2 separate regions of the Pan troglodytes genome follow, and region 2 is linked to region 1. A link is a contact called in public HiChIP or PLAC-seq data. All regions are on one chromosome and are shown on one strand. The core of a region is the stretch at or near the end of the contact, and the rest is flanking DNA. Distances in the headings are between cores, read along the strand shown.

Evidence for each region. HiChIP or PLAC-seq counts read pairs in DNA pulled down with a chosen protein or histone mark.
Region 2: a contact with region 1 is called in an H3K4me3 HiChIP or PLAC-seq map of stem cell-derived excitatory neurons, with 5 times the contacts expected there. The contact joins the promoter of COX18 here to the promoter of ANKRD17 in region 1. A contact is called at or near these places in 1 of 7 Hi-C or Micro-C datasets (stem cell-derived neural progenitor cells) and 1 of 1 datasets of contacts at active chromatin or transcription factors (stem cell-derived excitatory neurons).

What each region holds. Positions count from the first base shown.
Region 1 is chr3:56,853,720-56,857,586 of NHGRI_mPanTro3-v2.0_pri, forward strand. ANKRD17 (ankyrin repeat domain 17) reads left to right here and starts at 2,144. Exons shown (of 33, transcript XM_063809573.1): 1 at 2,144-3,444. The coding sequence starts at 3,052. It overlaps LOC107974297 (a long non-coding RNA gene), which reads right to left and starts at 2,432. Exons shown (of 3, transcript XR_010156574.1): 1 at 2,315-2,432.
Region 2 is chr3:57,042,667-57,046,514 of NHGRI_mPanTro3-v2.0_pri, forward strand. It overlaps COX18 (cytochrome c oxidase assembly factor COX18), which reads left to right and starts at 2,099. Exons shown (of 5, transcript XM_009447750.5): 1 at 2,099-3,848. The coding sequence starts at 3,399.

The DNA.
Region 1 (3,867 bases), core at 894-3,393:
ATTGGGGTGGCTCTCTTCCAAGTACTGTTTCAGCCACTCATTCTTCTTCTCTTTTCTGGCTTTGGCATCTCCAATACATAGTTTTGAAGGTCACCATGCTCAAAGGCATCAAGTTGACGAAAAAAGAGTAAGGGAGAATAGGAGGACTTCATTAACCCTAAAAATGAGCACATCATTTCCATTCATATTTAATTGGCTAGAAGTTAATCACGGCCAGGCTCGGTGGCTCACGCCCGTAATCCCAGCACTTTGGAAGCCGAGGTGGGGGAATCACCTGAGGTCGGGGGTTCGAGACCAGCCTGACCAACATGGAGAAACCGTGTCTCTACTAAAAATACAAAATTAGCCGGGTGTGATGGCACATGCCTGTAATCCCAGCTACTTGGGAGGCTGAGGCAGGAGAATCGCTTGAACACGGGAGGCGGAGGTTGCAGTGAGCTGAGATTGTGCCATTGCATTCCAGCCTGAGCAACAAGAGCTAAACTCTGTCTCAAAAAAAGAAGTTCATCACATGACTATAACCAACTACAAGGAAAGCTGTGAAATTTAGTTTAGCTGTGTGCCTGGGAAGAAGAAATAAGTTTCATGGGCTAGTCAGTCCCTGCCAGAGGTTCTAACGGGGGAAAAAAAAAGTTAGATAAAAATAAAAGAAAGTGACTTTACAGGCCTTGTCCATTTTAATAGTTTTGAACCTTATCCTACTAGTGAAACAGGATCATCATTTCACTATTATATTAAAGAGCAAAAAACTCATTTTCTTCCAAACAATGAGATTACTTTAAAGAGAGCATTTTTGGTAGCACGATAGACACAGAGACTAGACTGCAGAGGGCTGACAAGTCAATTTCAGAAAACAAAAAAGACACTGAATGTAGACACTTTTTTTTTTGAGATGGAGTCTCGCTCTGTCGCCCAAGCTAGAGTGCAGTAGCAGGATCTCAGCTCACTGCAAACTCCGCCTCCCAGGTTCAAGCGATTCTCCTGCTTCAGCCTCCTGAGTATAGAATACTTTTTAAAGAAAGAAAGTTTGCTTGTGAAGGAAATAATTGAAAGCTACAGAAGAATTAGCTAAGGAACCAGAATTTGTAGAAGGTTGACAACAGAAAAGATAATAAATGCATGAGAAAGAGGGGTATTGGAACTAGAATATGTATTAAGAGTTAATCTCACATATGAACAGGGAGTCTCTCATTCGTTGATAATGGAGAAAAGGCAATCTCAGGAAATTTCTAGCACTTGGAAAATTGTGAAGTTCTAAGTTAAAAGTCATATAATGAAATGGGCTGGGATTTAAAGATTGCGAAAAGTATTCAAGTGGAAAGGGAGAAAAAGATGCTGAAGAATATACAAAGTAGGAGGGAGGGATGCAGCTGAAATTATAAAATCTAAATCAGTAGTGGTGAGATACACAATGCAGTGCTCTGTTCTACACTGGAACTCAGCAACGACTGTAGGAGAGGAATAGGCAGATGGTTACCACTCCGTATATATATTTACTATAGCACTTATTACACTGTAAAGCCCCTGGAAACAAGAGACTTTGATTCCACAAATTATGCACACAGTAGGCACATGATGAATTTTTGTTTGAATGAATTGATTTAGTCATTGCCAATTCTGCCATGGTACTCTGTAGAGTACTGGCAACTGCCCACATTTCATATGGTATGCCAATGCTAAAAAGAAAAAAAATGCTAAAAAAAAAAAATCCAGGCATATTCAGCTAAACTTAGCAGTCTTAAAATGGCAACTATGTCAGCTGAGACATACTTTTAATCTTGTGCCAGTACATCTGTCTTTGATGTTTGCTTCATTTTCCTTATGCCACTATACTCCTACTAGACCAGAAAGGGATAATTCTGAGTTCAATGGGCTCCACTATCATTTCAAAAGTCCTGAAACTTCTTCAGACACCTAAAAATGAACCCACAACTCCCATAACAGCATTCCTTCCGAGAGAAGTATACAGACAACAATCACTATTTATGCTTGCTTCCAAGCTGAATCGAAGAGGACCGGAAGAGCTAAATCAGGGTCATTCAGTGAATCGTCTACAAAGTCTGGCACAGACCACGCATCCTTCCCGTGTCTTCCTCCCCTTGGAAACTTGAGGTGTAAGTAATGATCTTAGATATCTCCTAATCGACTGCCTTCATATTACACACGTGTAAACTCAGGTAGAGGATGTCTATGAGCCGAGCTTAAACTCAGGTAAAGAAGGCTCTTTTCCCAACACGACGCCATCTCTCATGATCCAAAGCTCTATCTCTCGATTTGGCGGTGGAAAAAAATGACCAGGAATAAAACTACGTACAGCAGTCCAGAACGAGGCCCCACCTCCCGGATCTGGCGGACCGGCCTCCCGTCAGCAAAGTGTCTGGACCGCGCTTCCGCACCTCACACTGCCCGGGGCCGGCTCCTCTCCAGCCTCCCCGTACTCCCCACACGTCGCAGCACTGCGCGCCCGCGGGGCCCCAGACCCGGCCCTTGAAATCTCACTTTCGCCTTTCGGCCACCCGCGCGCCACGGCTCAGGCGACGACTGATGGCGTCACTGCACTTCCGCCTGCGGCTGCGTTCTAATCACAAGCCAGGAAGGAAGAAGGGAGGGCTGCAGGGCTGTGTGTGCGGGAAATAGCGAGGAAAGAGGAGAAATCCGGGAGCTCGCGGGCGCTCTGGTTGCAATCGCGCCCCCCTCATCTGTCCCCGCCGTTCCCCTTCGGAAGCTGCCCCAGGCACACTTCCCCGCTTCTTTCCAGTCTCCTCTCCTCTGGTTCTCCCGACACCCGGTCTCCCTGTTACGCCTCACCCTCCTTCCCTTGCTCCCTCCCTTTCCCTCCCTCCCTCCCTCCCATCGTCAGGCTCCCCGCCCTTAGTATCGCGAGACGAGGTGAGAGCTGGCGGAGCGGCGGCGGCGGCGGCAGTAGAGGTGACCGAGGCGGTGGCGGCGGAGGCGGCACCGATTGCTGTGTCGGCCCCAGTGCGGCCGAAGTCGCGGTAGAGCGTAGCCCCACGCCCCTCCCCCGTCCGCGCCCTCCCTCTTTCCCTGGGGATGGAGAAGGCGACGGTTCCGGTGGCGGCGGCGACGGCTGCAGAAGGAGAAGGGAGCCCCCCGGCGGTGGCGGCTGTGGCGGGCCCCCCCGCGGCGGCGGAGGTCGGCGGCGGCGTTGGCGGCAGCAGCGGAGCTCGCTCGGCCTCGTCTCCTCGTGGGATGGTGCGAGTCTGCGACCTGCTCCTGAAGAAGAAGCCGCCGCAGCAGCAGCACCACAAGGCCAAGCGTAACCGGACTTGCCGACCCCCCAGCAGCAGCGAAAGCAGCAGCGACAGCGACAACAGCGGCGGCGGTGGAGGCGGCGGTGGAGGCGGAGGTGGCGGCGGCGGCACCAGCAGTAACAACAGCGAGGAAGAAGAGGACGACGACGACGAGGAAGAGGAGGTTTCTGAGGCAAGGGCCTGGTTTCAAAGGAAGGAGGGAGGAAGGGACTGTAAGGGATAGGGGCCGAAGGTGGGAGGGGATTTGGAGTGGGACAGACTCCAGTGGGTTGATCTCTTAGGGGCCAGGCTTTCGACTGCCCCCTTTCTTCCCTCGGCCTAAATCGTGAGGTGTGGGAATGTGGGGGAGGGTAGCTGACACGTGGGGGTGGGAGGACCACGGAGTTCACAGAGTTGGTGAACAGCCTGTTATCATGGGATCGCTCACTTGGTTAAGGATGGAGGGAATTGGTTAGATTCCCTGTTTGCACGCCGGGGGGTGGGGGGGTGGTCTGCCTGGGGCCAGTAGGGCCACCTTAGTCTGAGGCGGGATCGGGATCAAAGCGGGAGGAGTAAAATAATGGGTAAATGAGTCTCTTGGGGACCAACTAGGAGG
Region 2 (3,848 bases), core at 849-3,348, 190 kb after region 1:
TTCAGATCCTCTAGTTTATTAAATCTATTTTCATGTTGATGTTTTTCACAACACTTATTCCCACAGATCTGGCATTACAGAACATTTAAAGTGTACCAAAACATTGTTTTAATAACAGATTTTAAAATCAGGATTATTTCAAAATGATTAAAATAGCAAAGAACAACCAAGTCACTGCTTTTAATCACTATAAGCAGAAATTCAGTATTCCATTCTCAGTATATTTTACTTACGTAAATGAATCTATGCAGATATCTTACACTTTTAATGTTTGCTGTCCTTGACACTAAATTCCGAATGTTCCTTAATGTCTTTGGAAATACATATACTATTGATAAATGCTTGCTTAAGTCACAGCATTTGATTAACTCAGGTGACTGGAATTTAAGATGGGGCATTATCAGTGCTTTAATAAGTCTTAATGTGTTGCACACCTTGATTGCAAAAATATCACTTGAATTTTGGATAAGTGTAAAAGAAAATGTGCTACTGTGGCTTTGACAGAATACCTTTATAACGTAAGAAAGTACAAACCTAATATCTGTGGTGTAGGAGGTTGCATATTATACTTCTGCTTTTAAATGAATTCACACTTCTGAAAAACAAAAGCCAACTTTGCATTTTCAATGCTTGAAAACCAATGATAAGAAAGATGTCAAGGGGATGTCTTTCAATAAAGAGAAAAAAGCCAATTCTAAATTAGGTAGCTTTGGTTTTGAGAAGTAATGCCTTAAGTAAGAAAGAAAAACTGAAATCTTAATCTGATTCTAAGGGATCACTAACAATTGCTCATGGAAATAGTTTATTTCTTAAAGGTGTTTTGTTGTTGTTTTATATATACCCTAGTAAGCTACAGTCATTTAGTTTGACAAACATTTCAGAAGGCATATTTGGGAAAAGAGAAGACTAAATGATTACATGATAATTACACCCCATATTCAAATTTTCAGCACTTAATTCAGGCTACTACAACAAAAATACTGTTGACTGAGGAGATTAACAGAATGTGTTTCTCACAGTTCTGAGAGCTACAATGTCTAACGTCAACATGCCAGCCTTTATGGTTTCTGTTGAGGGCCTTTTCTCTGGTTTGCAGAGGGCTGTTTCCTTTTCAGTTTCTTCGTGTAGGGCAGAAAAAGGTCATCTTGCTTTTGTCTTTTCCAAGAGACAGGATCTCTGTCACCCAGGCTGGAGTGCAGTGGCATGATCATAGCTCACTACAACCTCAAACTCCTAGGTTCATGTGATCCTCCCCACTCAGCTTCCCAAAGCACAGGGATTTACAGGTGTAAACCACCATGCCCAGCCTTGTTTCTTCCTATGAGGGCACTTACCCAATTCGAGAGCTCTACCCTTAAAACGATTACCTCCAAATACCATCACCTTGGGGTTTCAAAAAAGAATCTGGGGAGGACAAAAACATTCAGTCCATAGCAAGCTCCATTCCTGTGTTTGGCACCATGATGGTTAAGAATTACAGAGACTGCAGAAAGAAAATGTAATACGTAGTCTCTTCTTAAGGAATTTAAAGTTGAGAAATTAACTGACATAACACTAATATCAAAGACTGGAATAAGCTAATTATAAATGTTGAACTTTTAAAAATGTTTTAATACATTGCACAAGTTCATTTGCAAAGAGGATTGACAAATGATTTCAGTTGGTCCACTCAATAGTTGTAGATCATTTTGTACTGTACTCTGAAACAAAAGATACAAAATAATCACAATGTTGTATAAACAGTACCTATACATTAGTAGTAACACTTTCTTTTGCATTGGGCTTTAAAATTGACAACTACTTACCCCAACATCCTCTACCAAGTAGATAGCAAGTTCTAGTCATCCCTGTTATATAGATTAAGAAATGTGTTTATACACATATATGAAATTAGCAGAAACTAAATATTCATAAATTTTATTTAGATCAATATTCAAACTTAAGGAAATACTTTTTAAAATAAGAATGTAATATATGAACACAATGTATAGCAAAAAATGTGTTCCAACACTGAAATCTCATTTGTGACCCCTGATAGAACTCCACAAAATTAAATCTTAGGAATTGAAGAACAGCTTACAGCTTTTTTTTTCTTTTCTTTTCTTGCTTTTTTTTTTTTTTTTAAAGAGATGGGAATCTTGTTGCTACCCAGGCTGGAGTGCACTGGCTCGATCATTGCTCGCTGCAGCCTTGGACTCCGGGGGGGCTCAAGCAATTCTCCCACCTTAGCCTCCTGGTAGCTGAGACCACAGATGCAAGCCACCACATCTGGAGGATTTTTGTATTTGTTGTAGAGATGAGGTCTTGCCATGTTGCCAAGGCTGATCTCTAACTTCTGCCCTTAAGGTATCCTCCCATCTTGGCCTCCCAAAGTGCTGGGATTACAGGCGTGATCCACTGTGTCTAGCAAAAATAACTTTAAAATTCTGTTCAGATTATGAACAGCTGAACAGTAGTAGCAACTGATGGCTTTTTTGTTAGCTTAATAAATGGATAAAGAAATAGATTGGTAGGTTTTTCTTTTAGAAAAAGTTTATATATAGCATGTGTTGTGCTGTGTGTTTAAACACATTTAAAAATTCATGTATAGATTTATCAGTCAGTTTGGAAAGCAGATGAATTCCAGAATCCTGAGAAAGTTATCGTAGGGTACCCTTGGTTAGGTGCACAGTGAAGGGCAAACGATAGCTGGCGTTTGACATTACCCAACATTGTTGGAGGCTTCTTTTCCTAAGTAAGTAAATAAATAAATAAAAATCAAGGTTTACTCCTCACAACATATTTTAGTCTGTAGTCTAGGGGTGACCCTTCGGTGAGGAAACTCCTCCACAACATTCCATTTTGTTGTTTCCAGGAACACAAAAGTTAAAACTATATAGTCCATGTAGATTCAACGTATTCCTTTAAACCAGAAGACAGCCAGTGCTGCTGTTCAGGCTCTTTAAAGCTTATATAGGATACAAGTAAACTCAAGGAATTCACCGTACTGCCAGTGAACTGCCAGTGATAGTTTCCCTTAAATAAAGAGATGACACTTTTACTATAAGATTTTTGCTGCTATTTATCATGGAAGACAAAACACCGAAGAAATTCAGTTTGCAGGTGGTGGTCAAAATACTAACTGGAACAGATGGGCCAATTAAATCTACAAGAGACTGAACTATCCCTCGTGCTTAACACTCAGGGTCAGCAAGAAACATGCGTCTCTCTACAAGCAGGTACTTTAGCAACGTGTGACTCTTGAGTATGATAATCTATCGTAATCGCTAACGGAAGCAATCAGGTGCACGTAAAGAGGCTGGGGATCAGCTTCTGGTCACAAAAAACCGAGCAAGGATAATTCCACTACAAATGACTATTAGCTTTAGTGAAAAAGAATGGTAAGTTAGACGGTGTAGATGAACTTTACAAGGCGAGAGCTCCCTAAAGAACACCCAGCCTGGCGGAGGGCAGCAGGCTCCACCCACGTCTCTGCAGTTTTGGTCCGGCCTCGGACTAACTACACCCCAGCAGCGGGAAACTTTCGCGTGTGCGCAGTAGGCCTATCCAGTGCCGCGTGGGAAAGGCGGGACTTTCCTATCTCTTGCGTCACATCCACTGCGACGCAAGACGTCACCGGCTTGACTGGGAAGGTCAATCGCGGCTGCAGGCAGGCGCGCATGCGCTTTATGCCCGCTGTTGCTGGCGCGTGCGCGTATCAGCCTTGGCTGGCTGGTGTATGTCCGCTGGATTGTGAGGCCCGGGATCTGGGCTCCGCCGTGGTGCAGAAATGCTGTGCCGGCTCGGCGGTCGGTGGCTGCGGCCGCTCCCTGCCCTGCAGCTTTGGGCTAGGGACCTGCCGCTTGCGC